Regions from separate parts of the Mus musculus genome. Here region 2 is linked to region 1. The links are chromatin contacts, called in public Hi-C maps. All regions are on one chromosome and are shown on one strand. The core of a region is the stretch at or near the end of the contact, and the rest is flanking DNA. Distances in the headings are between cores, read along the strand shown. Region 1 overlaps Prpf40b (pre-mRNA processing factor 40B). Region 2 holds the start of Aqp2 (aquaporin 2).

Region 1 (7,039 bases), core at 2,559-5,058:
GTCCTCTGGTTGTGACCTCACTCATAGAAAGGATGTGTTCAGGAAGGGCTGAGCCTTGACAGAGAAAAGACTCCTGGGAAAAAGCAATGTATACTCCTGCCATCAGCAGGCAGGAAGACTGGAGGAAGCCAGCTGTGTGAAAGGACAGGCAAGCTGGCCTGTGACACAGAATTCCATTTACCTATCAGCTTGGCCAAGTGAGATTCCTCTCCTGCACCTTAACTTCACTAGCACATGGAGGCTTTTTGGTGAGAAATACAGAACCTGGCTGTGTACTTAAGACAATGAACATGATTTAAATATTGATGGAGAGCTATACACTTGATGGCCAACATCTCTTCCTGGACCTATGCATTCAGGGTAGGTGTAGTGGCTGAAAGCAGATTTGGGATTTAGACCTGGGATATGTTAGAATAAGTGATTTCATTTTTCTGGTCTGCATAAAATTAGAAGACTGACCTAGTATGAGAGGATTAGTGGAGAAACGTGTCAAGCACTCAGCAGAGAACCTACTACCCAGTAAGCACCCAGAACATGAGGCAAAGGGTATAGACCAGATGTTAAGCATGCATGGCAGCTTCCATGAGCAGCAGGAAGGCCCAGCTGTGGCCAGAGGAACAAAGACCTAATTGTAATAACTCAGTCATCTATCAAGACGGAAGACACTTGCTGACTCTTTTGGCTCCATATGAATCCACACAGGTCGGATGGGGCCAGTAAGATGAAGACTTAGCATGGTTTCTAAGGTGTGTCACAAGTCTTATGGATCCTATTTGAGGGCAGAGGCCAGGCTTGAACACCTTGCAGCCTGATCCCTTTTGCCCACTGGCCTGTGGTGCCCCTGGCCTTCACACACTGCTGTGCCCACAGGATCGGGGCTTCTGTGTGGAGGTGAACACAGCATTTGAGGACTTCGCCCACGTCATAAGCTTTGACAAGAGGGCTGCTGCGCTGGACGCAGGCAACATCAAGCTGACCTTCAATAGTGTGAGGGGACGGGCAAGCCTGGGTGGTCCTCTCACTTACCCCAATGTCTTGTTCCTCCTAACTGCCCTGCTGATTATCTTGGGTTTGGGACACATCTTCCTACCTCTTAAGGTACCCCTGACCCTATTCTGTTTCCCTTTGCCTTCAGCTGCTGGAAAAAGCAGAGGCACGGGAGAGGGAACGGGAAAAGGAGGAGGCCCGAAGGATGCGGCGCAGAGAAGCTGCCTTTCGAAGCATGCTGAGGCAGGCCGTGCCTGCTCTGGAGCTGGGCACTGCCTGGGAAGAGGTCAGAAGCACAGCCTGGCCCCAATCACCCTCAGGCCTGAGGGCAGCGGAGCTTCTCCACCACTGAGGGCCCACCCCAGTCACAGCACAAGCCCTGGGCCAGCTCCAGTTCCCTTCCTTCCTCTGCCCCAGCCCTGCCCAGTTCTCGTGGCGGTGTCCAAGCTGGTCCAGGCAGGGCCTGGTCTGATCAGCAGTGCTCTCCCCGTTCAAGGTCCGTGAGCGCTTTGTGTGCGACTCAGCCTTTGAGCAGATCACCCTGGAGTCGGAGCGGATCCGGCTCTTCCGAGAGTTCCTGCAGGTGTTGGAGGTAAGGCACTTGGCCACCCTGATCTATGTATCTTTGAACTCTAGGCTTGCATGAGACCTTCAATAGCTTGTCACCGTAAAGGCTCTTTTACCTGCCCAGCTAAAGAAGGGAAGGACTGAGGGTGCCCTAGAATAGACAGAGGGCCCTAGCTGAGACAGGAAGGCAAGGTTCTCACCTCTCCCTCTGCCTCTAGCAGACTGAATGCCAGCACCTCCACACCAAAGGCCGAAAGCATGGCAGAAAGGGCAAGAAACACCATCGCAAGCGTTCACACTCACCCTCAGTGAGTCGGCAGGTAGAGGGACATGGGTGAGGCTGGACTGTTTCATACAAATTAAACACCTCTCCCCATACATTACCTCCTTGGCTCTGAACTCCCTGTCCCCAGTTCCTAGATGAGGGCTTCTGGGCTGACCAGTATTACTCCTCTGCCTAGGGCTCTGAGTCAGATGAAGAGGAGCTGCCCCCACCATCCCTCCGGCCCCCCAAGCGGAGGAGGCGGAACCCCTCAGAATCTGGCTCTGAGCCCTCCTCCTCACTTGATTCAGTTGAAAGTGGGGGTGCTGCTCTTGGAGGACCAGGCTCCCCATCTTCCCACCTTCTTCTTGGGTCAGGTAAGCAGTTTCTAGGAGCCCGGGAACTAGAGTGCTGGGATAGAGGCACAGCAAATCCCAGACCGCTGAGGGCTGACTGGGATGGGAGGGCCTCACTGTGGAGCAAGACTTCCTATCTCTGCCCAGGCAAGGAGCTGCCTTCTCCCGATGGGACTCAGCGTAGATTTTTTTTTTTAAACCCTATAGATCATGGTCTTCGGAAAACCAAGAAACCAAAAAAGAAAACCAAGAAAAGAAGACACAAGTCGGTGAGTGGAGGAGTCGTCTTGAGATTCTGCAGTCATGTCACCTGCCTCCCAGCTGTGCCGCTCAACTGCTGAGATGGGCTCTGAACTCTTACAGACCAGTCCTGACAGTGAGACGGACCCCGAAGACAAAGCTGGTAAGGAGAGTGAAGACAGAGAACAGGAACAGGACAGGGAACCCCGGCAGGCAGAGCTCCCTAACCGTTCCCCAGGCTTCGGAATCAAGAAGGAGAAGGTGAATGGGAGGACCTGGCTTTCGCCCCAGCCTGTGACACAGACTAGGGGGCTCAGGTAAGTCACACCTTTGCTCAACAGACAGGCTGGGACACGTCAGAAAGCGAGCTGAGTGAGGGGGAGCTGGAGAGGCGAAGGCGGACACTCCTACAGCAGCTGGACGACCACCAATGACCCCACGAGCTACTTTCTGCCTTGGACTTCGTGAGGCAGTGGCTCCAGGGTCGCCTCAGCATCTGCCTCAGACTCCTTCGTCTTGTCTGGTCTGTGTCCACTTTTCCTAAAGTAACCCACCCCCAACACACTACTGTTAGCACCTCTCAAGGTTGCTTTTGGTGTTCAAGGGTCCCCTAGTTCTCAGACTAGTGCAGTCCTTGCCCTCAGCCCCAGACCAGAGATGGGCAGTCTATACCACGGGGTGGGTGATGCCAGTAGATAGTGTGAGAAGGGGTCTCCAGGAAAGAGACAGGCTGCTTGGACACAGCCTGGGTGGCCGAGGGCAGGGTCCTCACCCTCTAGCATCAGTGCCTGCTCTTGCCTGACCTGGCCCTGGGGCTCCACCACTACTTCCTCTCCCCTGGGACCCGATGTATGTGTTCTGTTTTGTTTTTTAAATAATATTTATAACATGATCTACAACTCCTTTGTCCTCTTCATGTACTATCCACTGGGGACCAGCAGAGGGCACTCCAGTTCTGACAGCTTCCTCCCTGTGTTTAAAGCCCAGCCAGGCTTCCCCTGCCATCTAGGCTCATCACTCCTGAAATGGAGGAAAACACTTCCCACCCAAACTCATATCCTCATGGCCACTCTGACAAAGAGAAGACAGCTTGGTGCAAGACTTTGTTGAGAGGTCTGGGATTTATGTACAAGAAAGGAAAAGATACATATACAAAACAAAGTGCCCCTGCATTCCCTTCCAGGGTCAGAGCCCAGTAGGGAATTGAGCAAATAGTCTGTGAAGATCCTCTGTTGCCTGTTCCTGGGCCAGAGTCCACCTAGCTGAGGAAAGGTGAGATTGCGGCACATCCTTCCTCTAGCAGTCTTGGAGCTGGGACAGACAGTGCCTCTGCTCTTCAATCAGTGGGAAGACAGCAGGCAGGGTGGGGTCCAAGCCCTTCCTTGCATTGTTTGGAGCAGGAAGTGCCCATCCAGAGGGAGACCGCCAGGGGTCAGCTGCTCCCACTGCCACCCACTCTGCATGTTAAGTGTTAGCCCTTCTTTTTCCACTTTTGAAAGCCACAGGTCTTCCTCCACAATCCTTTGGTTTTAAGGAAGTGGAGCAGGAGGCAATGCAGGACAGCAGCTGGCTCAGGAAGCCAAGAAGATGGGTGCCAAGGTGGGTGGGACATGGGTCTAGGAGAGCAGAACAGCAACAAAAGAACCCTGAAGACGCAGGCAGCCAGTGGGCCTGCCATTGCTCCTCTGTCCCTTTTTACTAGGGCTCAGCAGAGTGGGCCCAGGCAAAGATTATCCAATATTGGCAGAGTCCAGGGATCCATTAGTGTGGATACTCTCTAAACCAGAGCTGACTGTGGGATTGCAAAGGCGGGGTGGGGGGACCCGTATTTCTTCTTGGATGTACTTCCTCCTCTAGGATCCCACTAGACCCTGGGAAGAGGGGGGCTGTGTACCCTCGTGTGCTGAAGCCGGAAGTGGTTTTTCCCAGCCCTGAACTGACCCTTCAGGAAATGAAGTTGAAGACTTGGGGCAAAGTGCACTATGGGGGGCACTAGGGAAATGTCAGACCCCTATAGACCTAGTGCCCACAGTGGCACAGGGACGAGCCAGCCTCAGCTGGAGCAGCAGGAGCTTGAACAACACAGCCTTCTGCTGGGCCCTGGGCCCACTGTCCAGATCTGCAGGACTCTGAGAATTAAGGTACTTCTGCCTCCAGGAGGATCTCAGTGGGGACCTGGAGCTCGAGGAGGGCCACTGGGTGGTACAGCACTCCTGACTTGACTGTGAACGACCATGCGTTGGTGGTTAAAGCCTGTGGGGAAAACAAGCGCATGAACAGTGACTAGGCAGGGACACCGAGCAAGACAGCACCTGAGGAAGAAGTCAGCCATGAAAAGGTCAGGGAAGCTCTTAGAGGAAGGCTTGAGAGCCAGCTAGAAAAACTGCTGGAACGATTCTCAGAGGGTAGCATAGGAAACTAAAGGCCACCCAGGAAAATATTAAGCCAAACTAGATGTCAAGAAGCAGAGGTTAGGGACATCTATCCCTGAGTAGGAGCTACTAGAACTCTTAGGGGAGACCAGGACCCAAGCAAGATACTTTGGGTCTATGACTGGAGCCTCAGTCATCCAAAGCATTAGGTCTTGCCTGCTCTGGCCTAGCTCCTAACCCTGGCCCAGAGACACCTTAACCCTTGGATCTTAGTAGCTAGGACAGTATTAGTGGGAGGACCCATGCAGGGATAAGCTGTGTTTCTCAGAGCATGCAGCATGCAAAGTCTGTGTCTCCATCACTGGGAGGATGCTACCAGAAGATGACTCCAAGGCATGCAGAGAGGGCAGCTAGAGTGCCCAGTACCTGTCAGGCTAACAGTTTGACTCGTCATGGTGGGCTGCATCACAGAAGAAACGTGAGCCCCGCTTGGCAGTACGTGCCGTGAAAGGGACACTCTTCAACACTACGGCCCAGGAGAGACAGTGATCAGGTCTTATGGGAAAACAGACTAGGAAGCAGGACCAAAGGGAATTAGGTCAGGCTCTGGGAATTGGGCCCAGTGGACAAACGTCCCACCTGTGATGATGTCCTCAATGGTACCATCCTTCCCCTCGTAAACAGGCCGGTGTTCCTTAGCTTGGCGCCGCCTCAGCTCTGCAATTAGCTCCTGCTGTTGCCATTTGTTCCGCTGGGATGGAGTCTAAGCCAGATATTACAAGGGGAAGGAAGTCATCACTAACCCAAAAGCAACTGGTTCCTGTCCCAAGATGTAGGCTGAAGATGACCCTGCTGAGAGTAACCCTGTGTCCTGTCCATCGGTGTCTACCCCTCCCTCTAGACTCACGCTGTCAGCCACTCCAAGGGAGGGAGGGAGACAGACACAGAGAGTGTGTGTGTGTGTGTGTGTGTGTCTTGGTTCTCCATGTCCTTCCTTGCTCCTTGCTCCCTGCTCCCTGAATCCTCAATTCTCTGTCCTGTCTTCCAGACCAGCTCTTGGTCCCACCCACCTTGGCATCCAGCTTCTTGGCTTCCTGAGCCAGCTGCTTCTCCCGCATTACCTCCTCTTGTTTCTTGCGAGCTTCATTCTCTTGTTCTGCTTCCTTAGATAGGACCAAGAGAGGGGAAGGAGCTTGAGGTTTTCACAGGCTGGAAGGGAGGGCCTGACACTAAGCATGAAGGGTGGGTGGCAGTGGGACCAGCTAACCCCAGGTGGCCACTCTCTGGAGGGGTACTTCCTGCTCTGAACAATGAAAGGAAGGGCCTGGGCCCCCACCCTGCCCACCAGTCCACAGTTTAGAGGCCTGTCGCCAGCTTCCATGGTTCCTTCCCTAGACCTTAGGAACTGGAAAAGTCTCAGACTTGAAGCCCAGGCTCGCTCTTGACTAATCATCTTCTACCAGCATAACTCCTGAAACGTTTCTTCAACTTACCTTGTAAGAACGAATGAATCGGACAAATACTGGGAAAAACACAGAAGGAGGTGTGGTCTTGGGACTCTCACCAAAGTAGCGCACAACTGCATTGTAGGCCTCCTGAGTAAGTAAAGGGCAGACAGAGGGGTCATCCCAGTGGGGAGGAGGCCCACAGAAAGCAAAGCCTGCTGCCAGGAGAGGAAAGCCAGTTACCCAAGCCCCTCCTAAGTCATAGCTTCAGACATGGATATCTGCTATCTTTAAAGTCCCTTGTTACTACCCCCTCACCTGCCCACACTGCTGGCCAAGAGTTGGATGCCTACCTCAAGTGGCCACTGTGCTGGCTTTAGATGTTTGTTTCCCCCCCACCCCAGTTCCTCACTCACCTCGGCAGTCTTGGCATCACGCTGGAGCTTGTCCAGTTTGCCTTCATTGGTACTAAGGAAGTTTCGAAGGACGCTGTTGTCATGAATGCTGCATTCCCGCCGAATCAGCTCCATTCCCCGGCCCAGCTCTTTCACGTCTAGCAGCACGTTCTCCAGGGACACTGTTTACCAAGAGCCTGGCTGAGGCTTACCCAGGCCTACAGCACATTTGTCCCACCATGTCCCCTTGGCATAGACTTCAGGGATGTACATGTAGAGAAGTCTGTGTCAAGCAGGCTGGGCTCTCTCGGGCAGTAGGAGGGAATGGAGAGAGTTCATGGGCCCAAAGAACAAGGTAGCAAAGGAAGGAAAACCAGAGACAGCTAGTCCCCGTCCCCCGTCCTGTCCCCGTCCC
Region 2 (7,039 bases), core at 2,701-5,200, 260 kb after region 1:
CAGATGCAGAGCTGGCTCCCTAAACCTCCTATGGCTCAATGGATGGCTAGGCAGACAAGCCATGGCTTGAGTATCTCCCATTCACAACCCTTTGCGCCCGAGAAAGTTTTCTGCAGCCCCAGGAACGAAGGAGTATGAAATAGCCACACATCTCAAACACTAATAAGAAACCACAAAGAAATGTACTTTTTAAAAAACTTTCTTTGATAGACATGTGATGTTACCATCTATTAAAGACAAAAGCAAAGTCACACACTGAGAAGGATCTCTCCACTTATTTTACGAACAGACTTACTAAGTTTCCGACTAAATGTTTGATACTACAAGATGTACATCTTCAGTGTTTTCTATATTTAGATTTCGTGGTGGTCAATATGAAACACTGGTTCATATAAATATGTAGTTCAAAAAAAAGTAGCTTTAGAGTCAGCTCATAAATTGTCAGAAATTCTATCCTCATCACAAGACAAAATCCATTGAGCAACTCTTTTTTTTTTTTTTTTTAATGGAAGTCAACAACTCCAACAGAAACTTTTATTGTTTTTTTAATTCATTAATTTATTTGTGCATGTGTGGTTTTGGAACAGAGTCTCACATAGCCTGGGCTAGCTTTGAACTTGTTCATTAGTCCAGGCTGGTCTTGAACTCTTGAACTCCTGATCATTTTACCTCAGCTTTCCAAGTGCAGGGATTGCAGATACGAGCCACACTTTCAGGCTGTGATCAGGGTGCACCGAGCCTCCTCCTCAGCCCCCAAATAGCAAGATTTTTAAAATCAAACATTCTAACATGATATAATCTACAGGTATTCAAGCATGATACATGCTGAGAAATAACGGTGGGAAAATATTAAGGTCTATTTTCATAATTAAACCAACACATTTCTATAAGCACAAAAAGCTGACTACGTACAGTAAAAAAACAAAAACAAAAACAAAAACAAAAAAAACACTGCAAGTCACAACACAACAATGTCAGATCTCACCAAGGAGCTTCAGGCCGGGTTTGCCGGCCTTGGGGAGTGTGTACCCCATGTGCCTACAAAGTGCATGAGCTGTGTCCAGAACCAAGGCTGAGCAGTCAAGTCTCACAATGGAGCACAGCTGACCCCACCAAGAACGCTTGGAATCCATCAGACGTTTGATTTTGATTGTTGTTGTGCATTCAGAAACCTTTTACCGTGGCCAAGGTTGGCGTGAGCCCCTCATTCAGTTCTGTGACCCACAATTTGCGAGGCTGGAAGGGTAAAGATAAACAAAAGCAAAAGCAAACACGGGAGGATACGGCGGCGGCCTCCGGGAGCATGCGAACCCACAGCCGCAGCTGGGCCTCCGGTAGGGATGCTGCTGCTGCTGCTTCCCTGGCATGAAGGAAGGCTGAGTACAAAGCCGGGGCATAGACCATGCGGTTATGGCTGAACTCCCCCTCCCCGCTGGCTTGGGATCAGACCAGAATATTCTCACCGCTCCTGGAAGTCAGTCTCCGGGCATCATGTTCTAGTCTGTGAAATGAGACCCATGGCTATCATGGTCTGGCTGATCCCATCCTTGCTTTTTTGTTTTACTTGTTGTTGTTGTTGTTGTTGTTGTTGTTGTTGTTGTTGCTGCTGCTGCTGCTGCTGCTGCTGCTGCTGCTGCTGCTGCTGCTGCTGCTGCTGCTGCTGCTGTTTTCGGCACTGGGAATGGAACCCAGGATTTACTACCATGTCCTGGGCAAGTGCTCTTCCACAGAACCACACCTCCCGCACCGTGGAAATGTGGATGTATGGCAAAACCACACAAATTGGTGTGTGGTTTCCTGGGCTGTACAGAAGCAGCGACACCTATTATGGGTCTACCATGACGCCAGGTTGGTTAGAGGCGGTGCTGTTTAGGGTCAGAACCAGTGACTGCTGTTCTCATGATCATACACAGTGTATAGATCAGAAAGGGTGTGTGGCTCACCAAAGGTCACTCAGGAACTCGATAGTCAACGGTGGGTTTGGAACCACTGTCACAGTTCAGCTCAATATGGCCTGGGGGTTTTCCAGGTGCCCCTGAGCCAGGCAGGGACTGGGCACATGGAGGGTGGAAGATACTACATACAAGATAGTATGTATCATCAAGATAAAACATGATACATTCCCTGGGTATGGTAGACAGTACATACAAGATAGTATGTATCATCAAGGCCCAATCTTGATACCCTCCACCCTTTCTGGGTGTGCTATGGTTGAAGAAGAAAACAGAGTCACAGGTACCCTTCTCAAGGCAAGATTCTTCCACCCTCCCTCTGAGTCTTTCTGGAGAGCGTGGATTGCAGGGGTGGGGGATGGAAGTGGGGAGGAGGACCCTGAACAGGGAGTACTACCTGAGCCCACATCCCCAGAGGCTCCTCTGAGCTGGCCTCTGTTGGGGTCATGTATTGTTTCTTCCTCCTCATTCTTGTCTTTCCCCCTAATGGCAAGAGTTGCTAGTCATGTGGGGGTCGGGGTAAATGTGCATGGACCCGTGTTGTGTATGTGGGGGATTTTTGTGCATCTTACTACATTCTGAAAACAAATGTATGGGAGGGACATCACTGCCATTGCTGTCTGGGCGAGGAGACCAGGGCTCAGAGCATGCCTGGGGAGTGAGGGTGTCAGGAAAGCACTCCTCTCTAGGTTCTAGCCTGAGCTCAGCCACCACTCTTCTGGGGCACCTTGGGTGAGTAACAGGCCCTCCCTTGGCTTCAGTCACCCCTTAGTGTAAGTATCTCTATCCTACGATCATCGGTTTCTCCCACATTCCTGTTCCTTGGATTGTGGCTGGCCAGGAGGACTAGAAGCCCGCCATCTGGATGCACTGTAGGCCCTCCTGCCTTTGGATCCCCAAAGAAAGAAGAGGCGTAGGGTAGGTCCGTCTTCTGAGCCTCAACAGCCATCAGAGCTGTGACAGCAGTGGCCTTGCAGAACACTGACCAAGCTTAGTGGCACCAAGACTAGAGGTTACTAGCAGGCACCATGGCCTCCTTGAGCCTGGAGAGCTAGCTGCAACTCCAGAAACATCTTCCTCCTGTGGTAAGGGTGGCTCTGAGCTCGAGATGGTATCTAGAGCCTGTTGTAGCCTTGGAGACTCTGAGTTTGGGGGAGACCTGTTTGCCTCAAAATGCAAATAGCACTGAGCAATAGCTGACAAAACCTGAGTTCTTCCTGAGAACCAGGAGCCATATTAATGCAAATCTCTGTCCTATGAGATAGTTTTATTATCTCATGTACACAGGCAGAGCAGAACTGTCACATCTCAACGACATGAGTGTGTGCTGCAGAACAGAAACCCTCATGTTCCTAAGTTGACCTTGGTGACTCTATCACGCAGGGCTAGGGTCCCAGGGCCACTGAAGCCACCTTTGGCTCCAGGCAATGGGAGTTCCTCTCTGGCTGAGATTCCTGGGTGAAGGTGGAACATAATGACTTATGGGTGATTAACTGCAAGAAAGCAAGCCCAAGACCTTTTGCCTTGGAAATTTGTCCCAGGCCAGCCAGTTGTTTTCCATCCTCTTCCAGAAGAAAGACCATCCAGTCCGCGGAAAGGCAGCGCCCACATTTCCTCACAGTTTGGGGTAAGGCATTGCCCCTTCCTTGGCCAGCCTTTTAGTCAAAGAGAAGGTCACTGGACACAGCCTCCTCTGCAGGAACTGGTGCTGGTGGTCATTGTGGGGGCTGGGGCAGCCCTGAGGCAGCTCCATGGGGTAACTGAGGAAAAAACGAGGAAAACAGAGACGTCAATCCTTATCTGGAGTCCATTAATGAGGAGAACATTAGTCAGCTGTGAAAGCTAAGATGGGGTGATAGGCCTTCGGGTGGGCAGGAGCAGGGATGGGGGCAAGTCCGCCATGGGGGAGCACAGGGTTGGCAGGAACGCCTCCTCCACCCCACGTGCCCAGGTCTACGATAGGAAGGCCCTATAAGTGCCCACAGTCTAGCCTCTCCGGAGGCCCAGAGGAAGAGAGAAGAGAAAGAGAGAGGGAGGGAGGAAGAGCCACCCCCGTGGCCCAGACCACTGGCCAGCGCTCAGAAGGCCGAGCAGCATGTGGGAACTCCGGTCCATAGCGTTCTCCCGAGCGGTGCTGGCCGAGTTCCTGGCCACGCTCCTTTTCGTCTTCTTTGGCCTTGGCTCAGCCCTCCAGTGGGCCAGCTCCCCACCCTCTGTGCTCCAGATTGCCGTGGCCTTTGGTCTGGGCATTGGCACCCTGGTTCAGGCTCTGGGCCATGTCAGCGGGGCCCACATCAACCCTGCTGTGACTGTGGCGTGCCTGGTGGGTTGCCATGTCTCCTTCCTTCGAGCTGCCTTCTACGTGGCTGCCCAGCTGCTGGGGGCCGTGGCCGGGGCCGCCATCCTCCATGAGATTACCCCTGTAGAAATCCGCGGGGACCTGGCTGTCAATGCTGTGAGTAGCCCGAGTTTCATCCCTTCTGGGAGGGGCAGACACTGAAAACCCTTGTGAGGGGTGAGGTGGGTGGGACAGACTCTGAGCAGGGGGGTGGGGGAGTAAACAGAGAGCCGAAGGCCAGGAACACAGCTACCCAAGGAGAGCAACAGAGTCACCCGGAGCATCGAGTGTGGGGCCTTCCACCCAGCACCACCAAGGAAAAGCAGCCTCGGTTTCTGTTAGACTCCATAGGAGGACTAGGCTAGACTGTAGCAGGACACAGCAACCTAGCACAGACAGGCCTTTGGGCCCTCGGGGACTCCAGGGAGCAGCGGCAAGGATCTAGAGAGGAAGGGATGAGACATCCCAGCAGCACTGAGCATGGGAGGACTGGATAGGGCCCCTCACAAGGCAACTGCTGACAGCTCTGTGTCTGGGGGCAGGTTCCAAGCAGGGAGCGCCGCTAATCCCCCAGACCCTGATTCAACCACAAAACCCATAATCTCTGCCTCAACCAACTATCTGAGGTGCCATATGGGCTTTGTCTCACCAACCAAGAAGCAGACTTGGAAAGGGAGACGGGAGATCAGATGTGCTCATGTGTTAATATCGGAAGTTCCAGAACCTAGCAGAAGCCTGCTGGAAGAGACTCTTGGAGTCTGCCTTCCTGTTATAATGGTGAACAGCACCTGGGGCACTTTGAGAGTTGAGGGTGAAGCCCTGGTCTCCACGCTCTGCAGATCTAGAAATCTGGGGACCCCTTCAGCACAGCACGCACTCTGTACCCCAAACCAGGAAAGCAGGTGCCTCTCAGGCCTCCTCCTTGTCCTTCATTTCTCCCCTGCCTCAATCCCTTGGCCCTGCCCACACCCCCCTCTGCACGTGGCTTTGCTCATGAGAGGGACGGAGGCCCTCGGGTGAGTGAGCACCCTTTTCAAAAAATCAGAAACCATGGTGAGGCTGGACACCTAGAGCCAAAGAGGAACAAGGGGCCTGCTGAGGGGTGGAGTGTTAGCCATGTCTATTAGAAAATAAATGAGCTTGTTTTACAACAGGGAGACACGCAGCTAGTCAAAGAACCCCCTGAAAACATACCGTAGGCTTTCTCTAGCAGTAAGGTGCTGGGAGCACTAAAGCCCTGGAGAATAGCCACCCCTGGTTCCCCCACCATATCCGAGCCTACCCAACCCTCAGCACCAAAGGCCGTTTCTCTGCATTGACCCACCTTAACTGGTAGAGGGGCCCCTGCCTGTCTGGAATAAGGCATCAGAGGGCCCATTTGCCCTGAGGCTAGTCAGAGACCAGTCAGGTGTTCTCTGAGGATGCTATCAAGAGTCAGTTTGGACCCCAGGAAGCTGCCACCAATGGATAGCGTCCCTGTGCCAAGCCACATACTATCCTATCCTTGGTAGACCACTGTAAGTTTAGTTCTGAGGTCTCCCCTTCCCTATATGGTTTTAATCCAGCATTCAGTAGATGCAAAGCATGGAAGCAATAAACAGTATCATCCAGGGACAGCCTGGGGTTGTGTGACACCAGACTCACACCTACACCATCAGTCTCTGAGCAGCATTGCCAGCAAGAGTGGGGCTAGAGGCTTGTCCTTGTCACCCTCGGTCTTCCAGGATTGGTTTTATTGTCCACATTTGTGCAGAATGAGACACCGAGACCACAGCAGATAGACTCCTCGCTCTAAGAGGCTTGTAGCAGAGTAGAGGCCGATGCTAGACCCCAGAAAGACCTTGAAGCACCATGCAAGGAGCTCAGGACCTAGAGGAGTGTGGGAGTTGAAAGTTGTCATCGATCCACCCCGTGCAGTGCTCAGTCCCAGAGGGCAGGGTGTGGGGCGCAGGATGACAAAACCCGGAGAGAAATGCAGCGCTGGGTGCGGCCAGGTTATGAAATGGCCTCTGAGCTCAGCCCCAAATTCTCTTCTTTTCTGCGGTAGGGGCTAGAGGGACGGTAGGTACCCTATGTGGGTATGGAAGCTCCGCCTTCAGCATCCTCAGCCTCCACAGGATATTCAGGGAGCAGCCATGGGGACAGAAGCAAGGCCTGAATGCAAGGGGTGGAGGGGAGACAGAGAGAGCTGAGGGGAACAGACTATAAGTTCCTTGACCACGGGACCACAGAAAGATTGACAACCCCCACCCCCAGCATCCTGTTGTATCAGTATGACCTAGAGATCACACTAGACTTTCTACAACCAGGTTCAAAGCTTCCAGCTGCGTTAGGAACCTCTTCCCAAAATCTGAAACATGATATCTCTTCCCTCTCACAAACCTCTACATCCTCATCTGGGATGAGGTTCTGGGATCTACCTCCCTGCCTTGGGCTGTCCCTGGTTCATCCTCTGCCTTGAGGCCAGGTTTCAGAAGGGGCAGTGGTTATGATTAGGGTAGAGGGGGCGGTATTCTGGCTCTCTGCCTCCTCGAGGTCTCCATGGAGCCGGAAGCAGGTGAGCAGATAGAGGGGGCAGTGGGACCAGCCTCCTTGGACTCATGCCTCCACCTCTCTCTCCAGCTCCACAACAATGCAACAGCCGGCCAGGCGGTGACTGTGGAGCTCTTCCTGACCATGCAGCTGGTGCTGTGCATCTTTGCCTCCACTGATGAGCGCCGCAGTGACAACCTGGGTAGCCCTGCTCTCT

The links. A called contact is a pair of places that touch in the nucleus more often than the background predicts.
Region 2: a contact with region 1 is called in a Hi-C map of cerebellum, with 2.0 times the contacts expected there. The contact joins the promoter of Aqp2 here to the enhancer-like site in region 1. A contact is called at or near these places in 1 of 39 promoter capture datasets (embryonic stem cells), 3 of 484 Hi-C or Micro-C datasets (cerebellum, nephron progenitors and pro-B cells) and 1 of 9 other capture datasets (liver).

The regions. Positions count from the first base shown.
Region 1 is chr15:99,313,708-99,320,746 of GRCm38.p6, forward strand. It overlaps Prpf40b (pre-mRNA processing factor 40B), which reads left to right. Exons shown (of 26, transcript NM_001370635.1): 19 at 871-987; 20 at 1,136-1,273; 21 at 1,484-1,579; 22 at 1,776-1,862; 23 at 2,016-2,193; 24 at 2,380-2,441; 25 at 2,536-2,673; 26 at 2,754-3,311. The coding sequence ends at 2,846. Fmnl3 (formin-like 3) reads right to left here. Exons shown (of 27, transcript NM_011711.2): 22 at 6,646-6,806; 23 at 6,278-6,379; 24 at 5,855-5,947; 25 at 5,424-5,547; 26 at 5,211-5,310; 27 at 3,505-4,665. The coding sequence ends at 5,219. Among named protein-coding and RNA genes, the nearest start is that of Prpf40b, 22 kb to the left of the region's middle. Within about 2 kb of position 3,809, at least 80 of the 459 cell types and tissues checked have an H3K27ac peak or open chromatin away from gene starts, as enhancers often do. A contact at or near this core is called in cerebellum, embryonic stem cells and liver, where this site is marked.
Region 2 is chr15:99,575,106-99,582,144 of GRCm38.p6, forward strand. It overlaps Aqp2 (aquaporin 2), which reads left to right and starts at 3,951. Exons shown (of 4, transcript NM_009699.3): 1 at 3,951-4,407; 2 at 6,913-7,039. The coding sequence starts at 4,048. Gm34765 (a long non-coding RNA gene) reads right to left here. Exons shown (of 5, transcript XR_875660.2): 4 at 3,469-3,712; 5 at 547-1,675.